Regions from separate parts of the Sus scrofa genome. Here region 2 is linked to region 1. The links are chromatin contacts, called in public Hi-C maps. All regions are on one chromosome and are shown on one strand. The core of a region is the stretch at or near the end of the contact, and the rest is flanking DNA. Distances in the headings are between cores, read along the strand shown.

The links. Hi-C and Micro-C count contacts between places; a contact is called where the count stands out from the background.
Region 2: a contact with region 1 is called in a Hi-C map of retroperitoneal adipose tissue, with 3 times the contacts expected there. The contact joins the promoter of STAT4 here to the enhancer-like site in region 1. A contact is called at or near these places in 3 of 5 promoter capture datasets (fetal liver, fetal skeletal muscle and liver), 31 of 47 Hi-C or Micro-C datasets (adipocytes, adipose tissue, alveolar macrophages and 17 more) and 2 of 2 datasets of contacts at active chromatin or transcription factors (alveolar macrophages and skeletal muscle).

The regions. Positions count from the first base shown.
Region 1 is chr15:95,664,875-95,668,776 of Sscrofa11.1, reverse strand. It overlaps STAT4 (signal transducer and activator of transcription 4), which reads left to right. Exons shown (of 24, transcript NM_001197305.1): 16 at 975-1,073; 17 at 3,484-3,619. Among named protein-coding and RNA genes, the nearest start is that of STAT1, 24 kb to the right of the region's middle. Within about 2 kb of position 1,981, at least 28 of the 83 cell types and tissues checked have an H3K27ac peak or open chromatin away from gene starts, as enhancers often do. A contact at or near this core is called in adipose tissue, alveolar macrophages, embryonic fibroblasts and 4 more, where this site is marked.
Region 2 is chr15:95,761,924-95,765,621 of Sscrofa11.1, reverse strand. STAT4 (signal transducer and activator of transcription 4) reads left to right here and starts at 2,176. Exons shown (of 24, transcript NM_001197305.1): 1 at 2,176-2,212.

The DNA of each region.
Region 1 (3,902 bases), core at 732-3,231:
CTCATGGATCCTAGTAGGGTTTGCTACCCCTGCCCACAACAGGAACTCCTGCTCTTTTATCTTAATCAATGTAAACATGTTTATAAAATTGCCATAGGTTCCTTCCTCATCTTTTTTACCTAAATGTCTGTTTCCCTAAGCCATTAAGTTCCTCAACTGGGTATCTCACTATGTACAAACATTCTAACCTCTGTTGGTGGAAAGGGATGAATGTAAGTTGATTAGTTTTCCAGACTAGTCTATGAAGCCTGTTTATTCCATAAGGTTGAAAACTTCAGCACCAGCAGTACTAAGCTGAGTGCGACAACAGAGGAGGCAGCTCGGTCTCCCACAGCACTTTGTATTCCAAAATTGCTTACCTCTCCATCTTCTACAGTTAAAATACCCATGTCTGGAACTGACATTAATTAGATGTTAGATCATAATTTGAATACATTAATCCATCCCAGAGATAGATTTAACATTAGATTCTTTAATGTAACCTATTAAGAGGAAAGTTGCTAAGTCAGTACAAGCTCTAAGTAGTTGCATTTTAGGCCATATCTACACAATGTCAGGGAAGATATTGGAGAAGCTGACTGACCAAGCATGCTGAAAGGATTCCTATTTTTTTCTTTTACTTTTTGGGGGCAACGATAACAGCATGTGAAAGTTCCCCGGGCCAGGAATTAAACCCACGCAGCAGCAGCAACCTGAGCTGCTGCAGGGACAACGCCAGATCCTTAACCCACTGCACCACAAAAGAACTCCCAGGGTTCCTATTTTTAGCTTCTTTCCTCCCTGTACCTTGACTCACATATGCTCAGAAGGTTCCAGTGCCTTCACAAGTCATTTTAGTGAACAAGGTAGTGTAGATATCATGATTGGAGGAGTGGGGTTGGCTTGAGATGGTCCTTTAGGGGAAAGGGCCAAGTGTAAAATCAATTTAAGACGCTGCTACCTGTTATAACTGTTCTTTTTTTTTTTTTAATCAGACCTGCTCATTACCTGTGGTGATGATTTCTAATGTCAGTCAGTTACCTAATGCTTGGGCATCCATCATTTGGTACAATGTGTCAACCAATGATTCCCAGGTAGAGTCTCTATTCCGATTTCTCCTCCTTTAATGCTATTTGATTCATTTTATTGTCAACAAAGCCTATCTGTATCAAGATATATATATGCACACACATATCTTTGTGGGTTTTTTTTATTCCAGAACTCCAGTATATTCAGTTGTATGATTCCTCCCTTATGTCATATCTATAAAGTAATATGTTCTGATGTATTTGGACTCTGAACACTGCAATAGTGACAGACAAGTATTTATTACTTCTGAGGGTCTGGTCAGCTCTCAACTACGTGTATCACGGAGAGTTCTAGGGCCATCCTGTGGCTCTGTTAATTGGGCTCTGGGGAAACTTTATTCCAGAATTTAATGACTTACTGCTGGGTTTACCTCCTCACCTACTTCTGGCCACATCTTTTCCACACACAGCCTGTTCCACAGAGGTGGAGAATTGGTTTCCAAATAAGTGGCTAGAATATTCATCAATCTTTCCTAACAACACTGTACAAATTTTTGAGTTGATAATAGATTTAATCCTTTCAAGTTAATTATAGCTTTAATCCACTCTAGGCTCAAATTGGGTTTTAATGCCATCTGGTGGTCATTTAAGGTATGGCTCAAAGTTAGCCTCAAGTTTCAAAGGGAGCAAGAGAATAGCTCTTCATAAAAGACCACCAAGGAAGGGTGTGGCAAAAAAGATGAGTCAGCATTTCCCCTTGTTCCCTCTTACAAAACCCCAGTGTGTTGTCCGGGAAACCACCAAGGTCTAAAGAAATTAGGTCAGATATAAATAACAACATTTCTTCCTGATTCAAAACAAATGTTCCTTCCAAAGGGAAGAATTATCTTAACTCAGGCCCTAGCAGTAATAGGAGGAGTCCTGATGAGTCAGCTCCAACTGTTCCTTCCCTTTTTATTTAATGTACCTAATAAGGGAACAATGTGGAAAATGACTCAGCCAGATTCCTTCTCATCCTCTGGCGCCCTGGCATCTGAGGCAGTTGGAAGGAGGGAAAGAGAGGCAAAGAGGAAGGCTGCTCAGGGTGCCTGTGCCTTGCTTCCTCTCAGGCTGCAGTGAGAATAGAACTCATTAGGAAAGCTAGGTGGACCTTAAAGCCAAGGACAGCCAACACCTCTGAGATGTAATGTCGTTCTCCGTTAGGAGCTACACATGTTTGGAGCTTTTCATCCAACTCCAGGATGTAGGACAAAAACTACTTCTTCCTCCAGCCTCAGAGTGCAGGGCTGCCGCACCTAGCTGTCTTCAGCATCCTTTCTCTTTAAGAAAGCCACCAAAGCTGTCACACTAACCATCTCAGATTCTGCTCCAGTCTTGGATGAAGAACCTGGAGACATTTTTCATATACACCTCCTATCACATAAATGCACAGCCTACTTACAGTGTTCAGCACAACTAAGTCTGGTTTCTCCTGACTGTTCTGTTTCAAAACCTAAGCTCCTAAACCTTGGTCACATTCTATGCTTTTTGGTCATTTGTCCAGACATAATTCTCATATTCAAGGAAATCTGCCCCTCTAGAAATTCCTTCTTTCCAGTCCTCCCCTTCCTATCTCCCACTTCTTGTTGCATGTTGTGTCCTCTTTTCTTCTTACCTTCTGAAATCTCTAGAATTGGTTCCTTTTTCTTGCAGCCTAGCTTTGTTTATGTTCACTGAAGTCCTTCTCCCCATACTGCAACAGATTTCTCAATTCTTCCCCCTTTCCCTTCCTAAAACACCTTCTGCCTTCCAGTAATCTGAGGCGAAGTCTTCTGTTCCATCATTTTTGACTCTGTTTCTGGTATAAACAGTCTTATTTGCAGTTGATCATACAAAAGATCCTCTAGTCTAGAGCAAAATAAGGAAAAACTACTATCCATAAAATAGGAGTCCCCTTTAATTATGAATTCACATTGTAAGTTTCCTTTCCTTAACCTTGGACTTAACAGGTTTTGTGCTTTGGAATGCTTTGTTTTTGTGCTTTGGGTCAAGGTATAACTTGCCCCAACCTATGATAAACCATTAAATAACATGATACAGGTTTTATTTAAGACTAATATTATTTCAGCCCAGTGTTCTCCCAACTGAGCTATTTCAGCACTCTTTCAGAAGAAGGTATCTAATTATTTGTTGGACAGTATTAAGTACTTGTATGAGTTGATTGATAGTCCGTGGTCCAGAGAAAGTTAAAGAGATGCCCAAAGATTCTTTGAAGGATAAGCTAGAGACATACATTGTATTACATTCAGAGAACAAGGCCCTCCTTAGGAAAAGACAAAATCAGTTTTAATTAAAAAGCACAGAAGAGATAAGGCAATAGTTCTGTGTTTATTATCTTAGGTTGGCCTAAAGGGTTTAAATCAGGAATCCAATATATTGAGCTACAGTGCATTCAATGTGATTAATAAATATGATCATCACTACAACTCTATTTCAGAACTTGGTTTTCTTTAATAATCCTCCATCTGCTACTTTGAGTCAACTCCTAGAAGTGATGAGCTGGCAGTTTTCATCATATGTTGGCCGTGGCCTTAACTCAGATCAACTCAATATGCTGGCTGAGAAGCTTACAGGTGAGAGCTGGTAGATGTGGAGTACTTGCCTCTGCCTTGGGTACTCGAGTGTATTAAAAAACAAGGGTGAGGAGTTCCCATCATGGCTCAGTGGTTAACAAACCCTGCTAGACTACATGAGGATGTGGGTTTAATCCCTGGCCTTGCTCAATGGGTTAAGGATCCAGCATTTCTGTGAGCTGTGGTGTAGGTTGCAGATGCAGCTTGGATCCTTCATTGCTCTGGCTGTGGCATAGGCCGGCAGCTATAGCTCTGATTCAACCCCTAGCCTGGGAACCTCCAT
Region 2 (3,698 bases), core at 927-3,426, 97 kb before region 1:
ACAATAAAATTTAAAACTAATACAGAATAGTAATATGCAAAAATTCTTTGGAGTTGTCAACAATTTTTAAGAGGATAAAAGTGTCTTGAGACCACATAGTTTGAAAACTTCTTGGGAGCATCCCAAGGTGAGGTCCTTAAAAGGAAGGGAACAAACTCTTTGCTTCATTTAGCAAGCACTCAACATTTGAATATAAAGATGATAAAGACATGCAGAACAAATGTGACTAACAGTATAAGGCAGGAAGTGAAAGGTGCTAAATGAATGAGCCAGGTCTGTGCTGTCCAATACGTAGCCACTAGCTACATGTAGCTATTAAGCACTTAAAATTTGGAAAGTCTGACTTGAGATGTCCTCAGTGCCAAATACACACCTAGCTCCACAGATTTTGTGTGAAATAAGGAATTCTGTCTCTCATTAATAACTTTTTATACCGGTTATATGCTGAAATGTTACTATTCTGTATGAACTGGGTTATATATAGTAATGAAATTAATTTCACCTGCCTCTTTTTCCTTTTTTAATACAGCTACTAGGAAATTCAAATTTATGTGGCTTGCATTTTATTTCTCTTGGACAGCACTGGTTTGGATGGGAAGTATGATGAGAACTCAGGGCAGGGAAAAATTGGGTTGAGGTCATCCGTGAAATTGTCACAGAGAAGGAGAGGATTTCAATAAGTAGACAAATTGAAGAGAAACTGCAGCTGAAGCGAGGATCAGTACTGAAGCACAAGGGTTCGTCTAGGGAGAAAAAGGACTGGCCAGTATCAGATCACGGGTTTTTGAGAGGAAGGGGATGGGAAGAAAAGTTCGCAAGAGAGGTTAGGACCAAACTATACAGAATTTTGAGTGCCAAGAATTTGGACTTTTTACTTTAGGCAGTGACCACTTCCCCAGAAGAAAGCCAACCTTTGCCTCATAGCTTATGGAATGGCCCAAATGCGGCACTTTGTTCAGCTGGGGACAGAGCAGCATAGGCTCCTGGAAACTGCCCAGTGAGCAAGCATCCAGGACCAGCTTTACCTGACCAATATTAAATTTAAATTTAGATATGTGACTCTGGGGCTGATTGACTTACTTTTTTTTTTTTTTTTGTGAGAGAGAGGTAGTAAATTTAATCACTTGATAATGATGTCTCCTGAAAGAGGAAGAGAATCCTGTGGTGTGAAACAGGGACTTTTACCTTGGTAGATTGCTCTGGGCATGTCCAGAAGCAGATTGAGTCTTTCTACCTAGCTCTTCTAGTCTATCTTCATTTTTGCCCTAATTTTCTTGAATGTTTATAAAACTCTTACTGTGTGACAGGGGGTTAACATCTAGCTTGGAGGAGATGAAAAGAGCACCGAGGGAGTTGAAACTGTCTGACTTTTATCCAGGCTCAGGGGCTGGCTCAGTGAGTAACTCTGGTCACCTCTCTGGGCCTGTCTCTTCAGATATGAGAGAGGAGCTAGAACCAGATGAGGTCAAGGCTCTCTCCAGCTCTAGGATTCTAGAACAGGTCCAGGTCACAAAGGGCCAAGGGCATACTCCAGCAACCAGGTGTAGGGCCACTGAGGAGGGAAAGAGGATGCTGGGCTAGCGAGGGCCGGTGTCCAAGGCCTGCTCAGGAGCTGGCCCAGATCTGAGGGTGAGGTTGTTCTCCTCCCAGTGAGCAAACCCTGCTGGAATTGGAGCACAGTGAGGTCTTCGACTGAATGTTTTCATCCCAGCTACCTTCCCCTTTATTCCCAGGGACTGGCTCACCACGGTGAGAGAAGTCTGAACGGAGGGAGCCAGGAATTTGGCTCCAGGCAAGTAAGTCTGCTGCTGATGCCGCTGCTGCTGCTGGGAGGTTGTGGGGTGTCTCAGGTCTGGGGAAACCGGAAGAAAATGGGTGTGTGTGGTCCCCACCGACCCTTTCCTTCTGACACCCGTGGGTCATGCCCAGTGGCCAGAGTGTTGGTGGGGATGAGGAGAGGGTGCCTCCAAAGGGGCTTCAGCCAGACCGTTTCTGCTCTTTAGCGTTTCTAGAATAGAGTGGGTGGGAACGACCCGAGTAAAGTCCCAGAGACCAGAGACTCTTTAACACTGACGCACAGGAAAGCCTCAAGTGGGAGGAGAAATGCAAATCCCCTACTGACGATGGCGTCAGCGGCTTGGTCCTGGGGACAGTGAAGGGTGATTCCGACTTTGGACTTGAGCACCGCCTGGGACCCGGGCTGAGGGAGCAGGTAAGGAGGCAGACCACACCTTCGCGTTGCTGCTCCGGAGGAGCGCGGGCCAGGAAACGCTTATGCAGGACGCTGCGGAGGCTCTGCGGTTCCCTGGCTATGTTGACAGTTAACTTCACGTTAACCTAGCTGAGGATGGGTAGTTTAAAAAGAAGCGAACGACTCCATGATTCAAAGGTGCACTCCGGCGCGGGTCTCCCGGTGAGACTGGGCGCTCTGCCCCCGGGATCTGAACCCCTGGGTAGGTGGGTGCGTTGTGGCCGATGCGGAGTGAGCCCTCGTGAAGTGCTGGAAGAGGGGAGGGGGTGCCTCACTTTCTTTGCCAGCTTTTGTGAGCTATAATGCGTGACATTAGATTGCAAGCCTGTTTCAGCAAAAAGCCCGCAGCTGAGGTAGCTAGTGATTGAAGATTTGATGAGAACAGTGATGTTTTAAGGCATGTCATCTTTGCAAGCTGCGGGTCACAGAACCAAGGGGGTACCATTAGCTCCCAGGTGGTGGGACAAAGTGACCCTTTATAGGGATCTTTTAGGGCCAGGCATTACAAGAGAATAGGCAGGCACTCAGTTTGCAAAAGAAATGCTCCATAGTTATCTTAGGGTGTGAGAATTAGATGTTTTTAGATATTTTAAAAGCATTTCTAGATACTGCAACAGAGAAGAATGTCCTAAGACTATAATCCTTTCCCTTTTCATCCTTAAGTTCAGCTCTCTGGAAGGTGGCTTCAGGTCTTAGAGTGATCTATCTAACTTTAGGATGGGTTCAGTCCAGTTAATTCTTAGAAAACAGATTTTCATCCAAATCATAGCAAGGATTTAACAGTAGTAGCAACTACAATTGTTATTTTCAGCCCATGTTCTGGTCATTAACTAGAATAAATTGATAGGGACAGAGCAGGATGATGGCAATAGCAGTATGGGAACAAATGTTTCAGTTTTGCATGGAATGTGTTTACACCCATCTGGAAAGAACCAGGAGACCTCAGGTCCATACTTAGGATCTGTGTGTCTTAAGCTAGGGTCATTAACCTACTTGTCCCTCAGATTTTTTTCATTTCAAAGCTGGGTAATACTATCCACCTGTGCTATTCACAACATCAGGTGTGCCTGTCATTCTTCTCTTAACAAGCATTTGTTGAGCACCTACAATACACCCAGGACTATATGTGTAAATACAAAGTGATAGGAAAGTAAAACAATTATTTTTCCAGTTGCTTTCTTTTAGCAAAACATTGGCAATAACTTTCTTCTATACATTTAGTTCAGAGAAAAGATGCCCCCAAGTGGTTCCATATGAAACCTGAAATATATATTTGAAATATATGAAATGTATCATCATGATGGTCTTTCCGTAGGCAAAAGGCAACCTGTGAGATAGGTTGAAATACTGTGGTGATTATTCACATAACAGTTTTTTTTTCCCTTTGATTTAGAATTACTGACAAAACAATAAAAAAATTTGACTTTGGAAAAAGTAAAATATTATA